Regions from separate parts of the Mus musculus genome. Here regions 2 and 3 are each linked to region 1. Evidence: chromatin contacts called from public Hi-C and promoter capture Hi-C data. All regions are on one chromosome and are shown on one strand. Each heading gives the region's core, a stretch centred on a gene start, on an enhancer-like site or on the middle of the called end of the contact. The rest is flanking DNA. Distances are from core to core; before and after follow the strand shown. Region 1 holds the start of Gtf2h2 (general transcription factor II H, polypeptide 2). Region 2 holds the start of Naip1 (NLR family, apoptosis inhibitory protein 1). Region 3 overlaps Ocln (occludin).

The links. Hi-C and Micro-C count contacts between places; a contact is called where the count stands out from the background. Capture Hi-C pulls out chosen DNA fragments and counts their contacts.
Region 2: a promoter capture Hi-C map of adipose tissue shows a contact between it and region 1. The contact joins the promoter of Naip1 here to the promoter of Gtf2h2 in region 1. A contact is called at or near these places in 4 of 39 promoter capture datasets (embryonic stem cells, macrophages and stem cell-derived epiblast-like cells), 6 of 484 Hi-C or Micro-C datasets (B cells, ECoMG myeloid progenitors, embryonic stem cells and 3 more), 7 of 115 datasets of contacts at active chromatin or transcription factors (the SCID.adh cell line, embryonic stem cells, intestinal villus epithelium and 1 more) and 3 of 9 other capture datasets (adipose tissue, liver and pancreatic islet).
Region 3: a contact with region 1 is called in a Hi-C map of the N1E-115 cell line, with 7 times the contacts expected there. The contact joins the enhancer-like site here to the promoter of Gtf2h2 in region 1. A contact is called at or near these places in 9 of 39 promoter capture datasets (the 3T3-L1 cell line, 3T3-L1-derived adipocytes, the HPC-7 cell line and 5 more), 3 of 484 Hi-C or Micro-C datasets (the N1E-115 cell line, embryonic stem cells and nephron progenitors), 8 of 115 datasets of contacts at active chromatin or transcription factors (the SCID.adh cell line, embryonic stem cells, extraembryonic endoderm stem cells and 3 more) and 2 of 9 other capture datasets (adipose tissue and pancreatic islet).

Annotation. Positions count from the first base shown.
Region 1 is chr13:100,490,138-100,494,010 of GRCm38.p6, forward strand. Gtf2h2 (general transcription factor II H, polypeptide 2) reads right to left here and starts at 2,472. Exons shown (of 16, transcript NM_022011.4): 1 at 2,320-2,472; 2 at 1-27.
Region 2 is chr13:100,451,596-100,455,161 of GRCm38.p6, forward strand. It overlaps Naip1 (NLR family, apoptosis inhibitory protein 1), which reads right to left and starts at 1,269. Exons shown (of 16, transcript NM_008670.2): 1 at 1,203-1,269.
Region 3 is chr13:100,524,139-100,527,887 of GRCm38.p6, forward strand. The region is part of intron 4 of Ocln (occludin); the gene reads right to left. Among named protein-coding and RNA genes, the nearest start is that of Ocln, 27 kb to the right of the region's middle. Within about 2 kb of position 2,058, at least 34 of the 459 cell types and tissues checked have an H3K27ac peak or open chromatin away from gene starts, as enhancers often do. A contact at or near this core is called in the N1E-115 cell line, extraembryonic endoderm stem cells, liver and 1 more, where this site is marked.

The DNA.
Region 1 (3,873 bases), core at 1,222-3,721:
TATAATGATATATATGCTTATTCAACTCTGTAAAAAAAAAAAAAAAATAGATCACCAATTAACCTAATTACTTAACAGTTAGGGACAAAGTTTAAAATATCAGAATGCAAGGTCATTTTATTCTTGCAGTGTATTCAGTAACTATTCTATGAAAATACAAAATTCTCAGTTGGGCAGTGGTGGCACAAGCCAGCATGGTCTACAGAGCGAGCTCTAGAGTGAGCTCCAGAGCAAGTTCCGGGACAGCCAAGGCTACACACAAAGTAACCCTCTCTCAAAGAAAAAAAAAAAGTCAGAAGATTAGAGACTAGTCCTAAGGGGCTTTTTATGAAACCTGCTACAATATAACGTTATTAATTAAATTCTGTATATTTCCCACGGAGTCATCATTTGCCTCAGAAAACTTGATCGTTTGTCTTTAAAAGGTAAAAATACCTCAGACTGGCAAATGCTTACTCAGCATCCTATCCTCCATGTGCAAGAATAGCTGTCAGCCCAGACAGTTCCTATCTGAAACCGCAGACAGGGAACTAAAGCCAGAACGTTATTCCCTGAGCCTCTCATGCTGATGCACCCTTCCCTCTTCAAGCCCAGACTGGGCTACACAATGAGACTCAAGCCCCTCAAACACCACTGTGAACATAAAAGTAAAGTTCTGCCTGGACATGGTGGAACTGATGGGAGGTGACTCGGAAATAAAAGATAAAAGACAGGTATCTGTAGAAGCAGGACTGGCTTTTTTACTCAGAAACAGGAGGGCAGAGGCAGGTGGATCTCGAGCCCAGTCTGGTCTACTAACAGAGTCTAGGACAACCAGGGCTCTGTTACACAGAGAAACTCTGTCTCGAAAACCAAAAAAGTAAAAAAATTAAAAGGATGAGCCCTTAGAAGAGGGAACAAAATACCCATGGGAGGAGTTAAAGAGACAAAGTTCGGAGCAGAGACTGAAGGAATGACCATCCAGAAACTGCCCCACCTGGGGATCCATCCCATATACAGTCACCAAACCAAGATACTATTGCAGATGCCAACAAGAGCTTGCTGACAGGAGCCTGATATAGCTGCCTCCTGAGAGGCTCTGCCAGTGCCTGCCAAATACAGAAGTGGATGCTCACAGCCATCCATTGGACAGAGCACAGGGTCCTCAATGAAGGAGCTAGAGAAAGTACCCAAGGAGCTGAAGGGGTGTGCAAGCCCCCTAGGAGGAACAACAATATGAACTAACCAGTACCCCCAGAGCTCCCAGGGACTAAACCACCAACCAAAGAGTACACATGGTGGGACTCATGGCTCTAGCTGCATAGGATGGCCTAGTTTGTCATCAATGGGAGGAGAGGCCCTTGGTCGTGTGAAGACTCTAAGCCCCAGTATAGGGGAATGTCAGGGCCAGGAAGCAGGAGTGGGTGGGTTGGTGAACAGGGGAAGGGGTAGGAAATAGGGGGTTTTCGGAGGGGAAACCAGGAAAGGGGATAACATTGGAACTGTAAATAAAAAAAAAATAATAATTTTAAAAAATAACAAAACTATGAGCCTGGCTGTGGTGGAGCACACCTTTAGTCCCAGCACTCGGAAGGCAGAAGCAGGCAGATCTCTAAAGTTCAAGGCCACCCTAGTCTACAAAGTGAGTTCCAGGACTGCCAACACTACACAGAGAAACCATCTCCAAATTAATTAATTAATTAATTAAAAATAAATAAAATTTCTGTTCAGGATGAGCAGAGTGGAATACACCTGTGATCCCAGCACACGTGTGTGCGTGTGCACACACAGTTCGCATAATATTACTTTTAAGCTTTTTAAATGTTGCTCCACCGCATCAACATTTGCTTTATATTTTACTCTTCTATTACTCTCTTAAATTCAGAGAAAATGAGAAGCAACGAGTAAACGCCGCACACTTTTTGGCTGGGTATACGGGGCCTCTTTATGATGGAGAATCCAACCGGGGAGAAGTTAGAAGTCCCCACGCCGCAGCCAGATCACCCGTTTCTTAGACTTTCCGTCATCACACCCAGCCGCCCCGGGAGATGCTCACGGTGAGCTCCTCGCGTGCACCCGCGAGCCGCAGCGCGCATGGCCACTGCGGAGGCTCTGCCTCGCCTTACCCTGCCTGGCCCGAGGTCAAGGGTGATTTACTGTCCCCCGTGTTCAGAGAGGGACAGCTCGGGGCTGCAAACTCGCTTCGGGCCACACAGACTCACGGCAAACGGCAGCCCTGCAGCGAGAACTTTCCTCAGGCGGAAGCTGCCGCGCTCCCTGCACACGCCCCCACCCCCTCCGCCCTCCAGGTCCCCCCCGAGGCCAACCCGGGCTTTGCACCTCGGTCCTCAGCTCCAGGCTTCTTCTCCTGTCCGCCTCACTCCAGCCCTCCACAGCCTCAGGACCCCGCAGGTCTCCTCGCGTAGACCCACCAGCCTCGACGAGACGACCCTCACCGGAAGTACCGGCAGTCTGAGTGCGCCGCCAAAATTCTTCCGCAGCGCGCTGGAGCCACGGGAAAAAAAAAATGTTCCGGCGGCAGAGGGCAGCTGCTGCCAGAAGAGGGAGCTAGGGAGCAAGTGGTGCCCAAGAGCGTAACTGCCTTCCAGTTCACCAATATTTCTGCTGTGGGGTGCATTTCTATAGACCAAACAGCTAAAACTACAAGTTCTGGATACGTTATACATGCGTTTAGGGAGGTTTTTTTTTGTCCGTGGGTTTTGTTTTGTTGGGTTTTGTTTAGTATCTGGATGTTTTTGCCTGCGTGCATGTCTGTGCACCATGTTCGTGCCTAGTTGGGGCAGGGGACGGAAGATGGCATCTGATCCCCTGGAACTGAAGTTACAGATGTTTGCTATCTGCCATGTGGATGATGGAAATCAAATCCGGACCCTCTGGAATAGCAACAAGTGCTCTTAACTGCATAGCCATAGCCCCACCTGCCGCCCCACCCCCACGAGCGCCAAGCATGCTCTTTAACCCAAAAATAAGAGGATTCCCCCAATAAAATAAAAATACATCTAAGCATATTTGTGAATAGAAGTAAGACACATTCGAACTTTTCCCACTCATAACTTTGGCTCTGTAAAATAGTCTTAGAAACTAAGACTGAGCTAGGAAGACGAAGGGCACCATTCTCTGACTTTTTTTTTTAAAAAACAATTTTCCTGCTAAGTCACTCACTCTCTTCTGTAGTTCTCTTGAACACAAGGAATGGCAAGACTGATCTGTAAACATCCTTATGACGTGGAACCGAGACTACTCCCAAGCAAAGAGCAAGCCTGGCAGGACAGATCACCTCCCACATGAGGGCAACTACGTATGGTGGGGAGGCTGAAAGCTGGCGCTGGGGTAACTACCTCGCCATAAACAGTCTGCCTCGGAGTAATGACATCACTAGCAAGGTCTCCAGAAACCCTTGCGAAACAAGGCCTTTGTTGGCATAAGTGATCAGACCCATGCCTTGACCAGATCACCTGACCAGACCACAGGCTCTGTCATCTATGCACACCACAAGCCCCTCCCATTTCCCTTTTCTATAAAATGTCAAAGTTCATCTCAGCCCCTCGAAGACAGACTTGGTATATGCAAACCCCTTTATCTGTTTTTCTCATCATGGCCACCTTAATAAAACCCTTTTCTCTGTCATTCATCATTACGTGTCTCTTTGGCAAACTGAGACGCGTGGCCAGACAAGTCTGCTAGGACTGCTGGAACAGGGGGTTTTTATTAAAACTTTGTTAACAGGGTACCAAAGCAAAACAAAATGTGCACAGAAATCATGGTAGTCTCAGTATAACTATGACTAATATTCCAATCACATATAAAGTAACAATAAAATTATCTTACCTAGTGAAATACCTTTTCAAGCTGTGAAACTAAGAACAACCGTAA
Region 2 (3,566 bases), core at 19-2,518, 40 kb before region 1:
CAAAATTACCATCTAGTTTACTAGGCCTGAGATCTTTTCAGTCTCATTGTTCCGTCCTAATGAATGACATTGTTCTTCGGGTCATCATCCAATACAAAAGATCAAGTTAGTCTAAAACAACCTCTTTCTATTCCAACATCTGACTCAGGCTAGAGGTCATCCACTTAGAGAATTTCTGAAAAGTAAATCATTACTTAGACCAAAGGGAACCTTACAAACACCTCACTGTCTGCTATGACCAATCCTCAGGTCCTTGTCTGCATTTTCAGCATCTCAGTTACCCCACAGGAGTATTCGATGCATACCTATAGCTAGAGTGGACCAGATCCTCATTATAACATCTTACACACTCTACCTTGATCTTTTCATCCAGAATGAAATTTGTCTTCTACCCATCTCTCTACAAAAACTGCAGCGTACTGAAGGCTTTCATTTGTTCCATTCATTTTTATTTTGCTTTAGGGACAGGGTCATGCTATAAACCCAAGTTGACCTCAAAGTTGACACCATCCTGCCCAGTCTCCTGAGTGTGGGGATTCTGTGCAAACTGAAGACATTTAAGGTAAAGTACACCTTTTGATTTAAAGACACATCTGGCAGTCAAGTAGGAATGATCACATTTGGGCTGGTGAGATGGCTCAGCGGTTAAGAGCACTGACTGCTCCTCCGGAGGTCATGAGTTCAAATCCCAGCAACCACATGTTGGCTCACAAACACCAATAATGAGAAACAAATTTTAAAAACTCTATGGGCTGGAGCAAGCGGGGCCAAAGCAAGAAGGAGAAGGGAAGTGCAGGATGGGCAGGGGGAAGAAGTGATTGATCACATTTAACAAAACCTAATAATATTTTCAAGACAACTCTTTATCACTTGTGTATAAAGTCCCCAGAAATCAGGCCTCTGAAGCCCAACAGGAACAGGGCTGCTTAAATCTTTCACTAGTTATCTTTAGTGGTCTTGTGATGTCTTCCCCTTAAAGTCGCCTTAAAGATGACGAGACAAAGGTCATGTTCTTAATCAAAACACACAATTACCCAACTGTAGCTTCCTGTTCCACCCCTTTACACAAGGAACTGGCCATGGCTTGGCAGCTTTGATTAGTTACTTCATGTTCTTCAACACAAGCTGCAGTATTCCTTTTGCTGGGCTAAGATACCCTGACAAAAGTAACTTAATAGAAAAAAAGGTTTGTTCAGACTTACAATTTGAAGGGATAAATTCCACCATGGCACGGAAGGTTTGGTAGAAGGATCAGAGTCTACCGGTCACGTTACATTCTCAGTGAAGAAGCAGAGAAAGAAAGAATTGGGCCAGGCTATAAACGCATAAGGCTGTATCCAACTACTCACTCCCTCTGATGAGGCTCCGCCTCTTAAAGGTTCCACAAACTGTTCAAACAGCACTAGTAGCTGGACAAAAATATCCAAACACAAGAGCTACTGTACAATCATTTGACAATAATCAAGAACCAGTATTCTCCAGGAACTTTCTATGTATATCCCACCTCATCGTTATGCTCATCTTTCTTTTATTAAATAAAATGTTTTAGTATGTGTATGCTTGTGGTGAGGTTTACACATGGTAGAATCATGTGGTGTAGATCAGAACTCCCCTCCAACTAGGTAAATCCTTGGGATGGCCATCTCCCCAACTGACTGTTTTGCATAGGATCTCACAGAAGCCCTTTAAGGAAAAACCAAGTATTTGAGGAACTAAGACTCAAATTTCACAGTTGAGGAAGCTACTAGTTAAGGCTCTATATTGTATTAACATGGTTAGTCAGGACCCAAGAAGATAATAAGTCCTAGAAGATGTATTTCATTTTGAACAATTTAGGATTTTAGTTTTTGTGACACTATTCTTGGGGAGACATCTACTCAGCCCTAATAGGGAACCAACCAAAGAATACCACCAAAGTCCTACTTGAGGCCAGGTGTGGTGGTATATACCTTTAATCCCAGCTAGCCAGAGTTATACAGAGAAATCCTATATTAAAAAAAAAAAGATCTGGGGCTGGTGAGATGGTTCAGTGGTTAAGAGTGATTACTAACTGCTCTGATAGAAATTCAATTCCCAGCTTCCATACCAGGCAGCTCACAATTACCTGAAATATACATACATACATACATACATATATATATATCGCTAAATAAATCTAACTTGATTTGATCCAGTGAGTTTTACTAAGGTTACTTTACAGGAAGTTGGGTGAAGAGTTATTTATGGAAGCAGAAATGACTCAAAAGTTGTATCATCCCAGCACAAGAGACAGCTCACCACAGCTAGAAACCCAGAGCATACCATACTACCCATAGGCAGCTCAGGCTGAAAAGTGTACCTTCCAGGTAGTTCTATTGTTCTGAGCCACTTCCAATCAGTTTAGCTCATCTCAGATGGTTTGAGATTGCATCTAGGTAGTTCTCACCACTTTTACATGCATAGGGAGGGAGAGGCATAGAGAATCTAGTCAGTTTCAGGAACTTCCTGAAGCTTTTGAGTTATTTACTTTTTGAATTTAACAGTTCTTCCTGCAGGATGGATGTTTTGCCTCCTTTCAAACACCCTGTATCTTAAGGAGCTTCTCTCCAAGATGAAAGACTTTTGTTGAGAAGCTGGCTGATCTAAGGCTCTCAGAAGCCCTTATGAAAGGACAAAGGGAATTGGCTTCTATATCTTTGCAGATTAGACAAGATTCTGACTGGGAGCAGAGCCACAACCTTGAAATTTTTAAGATTTCAGTTCATGGGAACTTGGCATTTCAGCCTTGATGAGACTGGTATTTCAGTGCCAAGGCTGCTTTGTGGTAGGGTCTGTGTTGCACTTAAAATATCCTGTGGGCTGGAGAGATGGTTCAGCAGTTAAGAGCACTAACTGCTCTTCCAAAGGTCATGAGTTCAAATCCCAGCAACCACATGGTGGCTCACAACCATCAGAAATGAGATCTGATGCCCCCTTCTGGTGCGTCTGAAGACAGCTACATTGTACTGAGGCATAATAAATAATTATATCTTTAAATATATATATATCCTGTGTTCCCTTTGTGAAACATTTCTTCATTACCTTCCTGCTGACTTCATCCCAACTGTATAATTATTTTCTGCTGATTTTGTCCCATTTCACCTATAAACTATATGTAAGATGCTGTGCTTCTTTTGTTTGTTTTTATTTGTCTTGAGACAGGATCTCTGTATAGCCCTGACTTTCCTGAAACTCAAGTAGAACAGACTGTCCGTCCTTAAACTCGAAGATCCAACTGCCTCTGCCTCTCAAGTGCTGGTATTAAAGGGTATGCCACAACATCTGGCCTGATACTGTACTTCTTAATAAGGTTCCATGAGCCTCAGCTTGTGCAAGACCTCCTGATCTTAATCTTTCTTTATTATCTTTCTTTTCTCATCACCTGGTCATTCTTCTTAGGACTCTGTCGCTGAAGAAAGACCCACTAGTCCACGTTAGTTTTAATGTTGGAGGAAAATGCTATGCAAAACCTAGCTTACTCTGTGTTCCTCTGATAAACACCATGACCCAAAGCATGGTGTGGAGTGAAGGGGTTTTATTTCAATTTT
Region 3 (3,749 bases), core at 808-3,307, 34 kb after region 1:
CAATAAAAAGCTTTTTAAAGGGTTCATAAGATTAGCAATTGTGTTTCTCGTTTGCTTTGTGGCAACACTATTGATCACACCTGGGACCTCCAGGACACTAAGCACACACTCTACAACTGAGCTATACAGCCCCAGTCTACCAACGCTATTCAGTAGCCCATCAACAGGAACAAGATGAACTCTCATGAAATTCTTGGCTGAGCAGTGGTGGCGCACTCCTTTAATCCCAGCACTTGGAAGGCAGAGGCAAGCAGATTCCTGAGTTTGAGGTCATCCTGGTCTACAGAGTGAGTTCCAGGACAGCCAGGGCTACACAGAGAAACCCTGTCTCAAAAAATTCAAAAACCAAACCAAGACAAAAAAACAACAAACAAACAAAGAAATTCTTGAACACAGGGGATCAGACTGTTGTCCCTAGTTAAATAGTATAATATTGAGTTTAAAAGGCAAGTGATAAGACAATATTTACAAGGATAGCCCCCTCACATACACACACACACATACACACACCCTCTTTCTCTCTGTCTGTCTCTCTGTCTGTCTTTCTCCCTCCCTCTATCCCTCTCTCCCTGTCTCTCTCACACACATACTCTCTCTCTCTCTCTCTCTCTCTCTCTCTCTCTCTCTCTCTCACACACACACACACACACACACACACACACATATACTGGGCATTGATCCTAGGGCCTTGCACATGTAAGGCAAATGCTCTCAGTCCAACATTTTCTATGAAGCTAAAAATGTTTTTAGCTGAAACCTTGGCTGGGAATGTGTGTTCATAAGGGTTCATTATGAAACCAATGAAAGTAACAAGAAATGCTATGCCTGTCTCAAAGATAACAATGTAATGAACCGAGATTGTTTTAATCTACTTGTGTGTGTCCTAAGTCCCAGTTAGAAACAAACAAACCCAAGGCAGCCTGAGAGTGTGAAATACTCAGTTTCCAGCCAAGCTTTGCCACAGACTCTGTGACCCGATTTTTATGAATGAAAATGCTGTCTGCAGAGAAAATTCAAGCTCATCGCCAATCTTCTCGATTCTCTAACGCTTTGTAAACTCGCTATGAGAAATTGGTTTGTTGGCCTTTTACATAATTGCTCTGGTCAAATGTGTTGATAAAAGGAAAGAACAGAAGAAGTCAACCTTTACCAAAAAAAAAAAAGGGGGTGGGGGTGGGGGATGGCTCTTAGGAGATACAAGTTCAGTCAGTGCAAGGTCACATTGGGGCAAGTTAAGTTAGGACTTATTTCATACTGTAATTGAAAGTGAGTTGCAGAGACTAGGGAATGGCTTGGTGTACGGTGCTTGTCTAGTATGTACTGGGTCCCAACCTCACAGAGCACAGCAAGAAGACAGTCTAGACCAGAAACAACAGAAACCACAAAGGAATGGACAGGAGAATCTAAGAGCGTAAAAACTGAAAAGCCCTGTCACTCATACTTCAATGGAATGGCTTTAAAAGAACACTGGGGCTGGTGAGATGGCTCAGTGGGTAAGAGCACCCGACTGCTCTTCCGAAGGTCTGGAGTTCAAATCCCAGCAACCATATGGTGGCTCACAACCATCTGTAACAAGATCTGACTCCCTCTTCTGGAGTGTCTGAAGACAGCTACAGTGTACTTACATATAATAAATAAATAAATCTTTAAAAAAAAAAAAAAAGAACACTGAAGACAAAGGAGAGAGACCCTGGGAATCTGGAAAAAGATTCAATGTAACAAGTAACTGTAACATAGCAAGCTTTGTGAGAATGGCAGGAAGAAAAGACAGAACAATGCAAACGACGGCCAAGCCTGCTATGTAAGTGGTAAGATCATAAATAGCAGACAAACCTGCTTAATCACAAAATGTCTTTAGATGAAACTCACAAATTTGACAGGAATTAAAGACTGATAATGTCCAGGACAGGAAAAGGTGTCGGAAAATGAGCAATTTCAAATGTAATCAGGTAACAGATTGTGCAGAGCTTTTAAAACCAAGGCAACCGGAAGGCAAGCTGCTTAGAGACAAATGCTGGCACAGATGCAGAGGGAAGAGAATCCTTGCACAATCAGTGGGAATGTAAACCAGTACAGTCATAGAAAAGCCAGTTCCTGACTGAGACCCTTCCACACAGAGCCACAGCGTGATCCAGGAAAAGCCAGTTCCCGAGAATACATTTGATACATTTAAAAAAATAAATATGAATTACCTATGGGTCCATCAACTAGAGAATGGATAAAGCAAATGTGGTACAGGAGCAATTCTGAGCACTTCCTGCTCTTCCAGGAGATCTGAGTTTCATTCCCCTGCACCCACATCCAACACTCTCTTATTGCCTTCACAGGAATGCACACGCACACACACACAAGGGGTGGGTCTGACGCTAACCCTGCTCCCCAATTGGTTCTTAATTTGTCAATAAAGAAGACCAGGAGCCAAATGCTGGGCAGAGGGTACAACTGGGACTTATAGTCCCAGGAGGAAAAGGCAGCTGCAAGGAAGGCAAGGGGGGCTTTTCTGCCATGCTTTGGAGAAAAAAAGAATGTCGCAATCACATTGGGGGGGGGGGCGCAGAGAAGGCCTGCGGTTTCCACTGTGGGTGGGTGGCCAAAGATGTTTAACAGGGGCTAGGTGAAACAAGCCACTAAGTTTAGGGTGGGAGGAGAGACAAAGATAGTAAATTGTTAAGGGTAAGCCTTTCCAGCCCAGAGTTATCTGACCCCAGCAATTGTGCCTAGTAGGCAAGTTAAAAAGTAACAAAGCTGTCTGTATGTCTTTTACCCATGAATTCAAGGGTTTTGGGTGGAAACTGGTAGCTCGACCCCCCCCCAGAGCAAAGGCGGGTAGGAAAGAAAGCCAGGTTAGGGCCGGTGGGGCTGATCCCAGAGCTAAACTGGGTGGAACAAAACAGAAAGCCGGAAAGCTGGGGGAGGCTGGTAGCGGGGAGGGGCTGGTAGCACCGTAGCTCCCAAGAAAAGGTGGTGGCAATTGTTAAAACTACACGCGCCTCACCCCCCCGCCCCCCCCCCCCCACACACACACACACACACGTACGTACGTACGTTTGTTTGGTTTTGTTTTTTCCAGACAGGGTCTCACTATGTAGCCCTGGTTGTCCTGAAACTCACTATGTAGACCAGGTCGGCCTGGAACTCATAATATCATCCTTCCTCTGCCTCCCAAGGGCCAGGATTAGAAGGTGCACACCACGCCTGCCAAAATTTTATTATTTTTATACTAAGAATTTCTTACAAATTGTCACAAACAAAAGCCACTGTTTAAAATTCCAAAAATTGAAAAGAAAAAAAAAACCCCAATTACCAAAAATTAGGACCAGATTTGGCTTAATGGATGTCCACAAAAAGAATGCTTCCTGAAAATGTGTGTGGATGGGGATATACAGGAAGGACTGGAGAGAGGAAAGGGAAAGGGAAAAATTATGTAATTTATATTTTAATTATTAAATGATTAACTAAAAATTAGGAAAAAAAAGTGTGTGGAAATCCCGTATGCCATTAACAGTTGTATAATGCACAGATGGTGCTGCTATAAATTTGCATTTTCTTAATATCTAATGGCTCCATGTGCATTTCCCTTTAGTTTACTAATACTACTGTGGAGGATCCACAGAACTGAAGACATGCACACAAGAAATACAAAGTAGGTTTTTTAATTCTTTTTTGGGAGGGATGGGGTGGAGTGGGAGTGGTGGTGGGGGTTGAGACAGAGTCTTACTATGTATCCCTTGCTGTCATAGAATTCATTT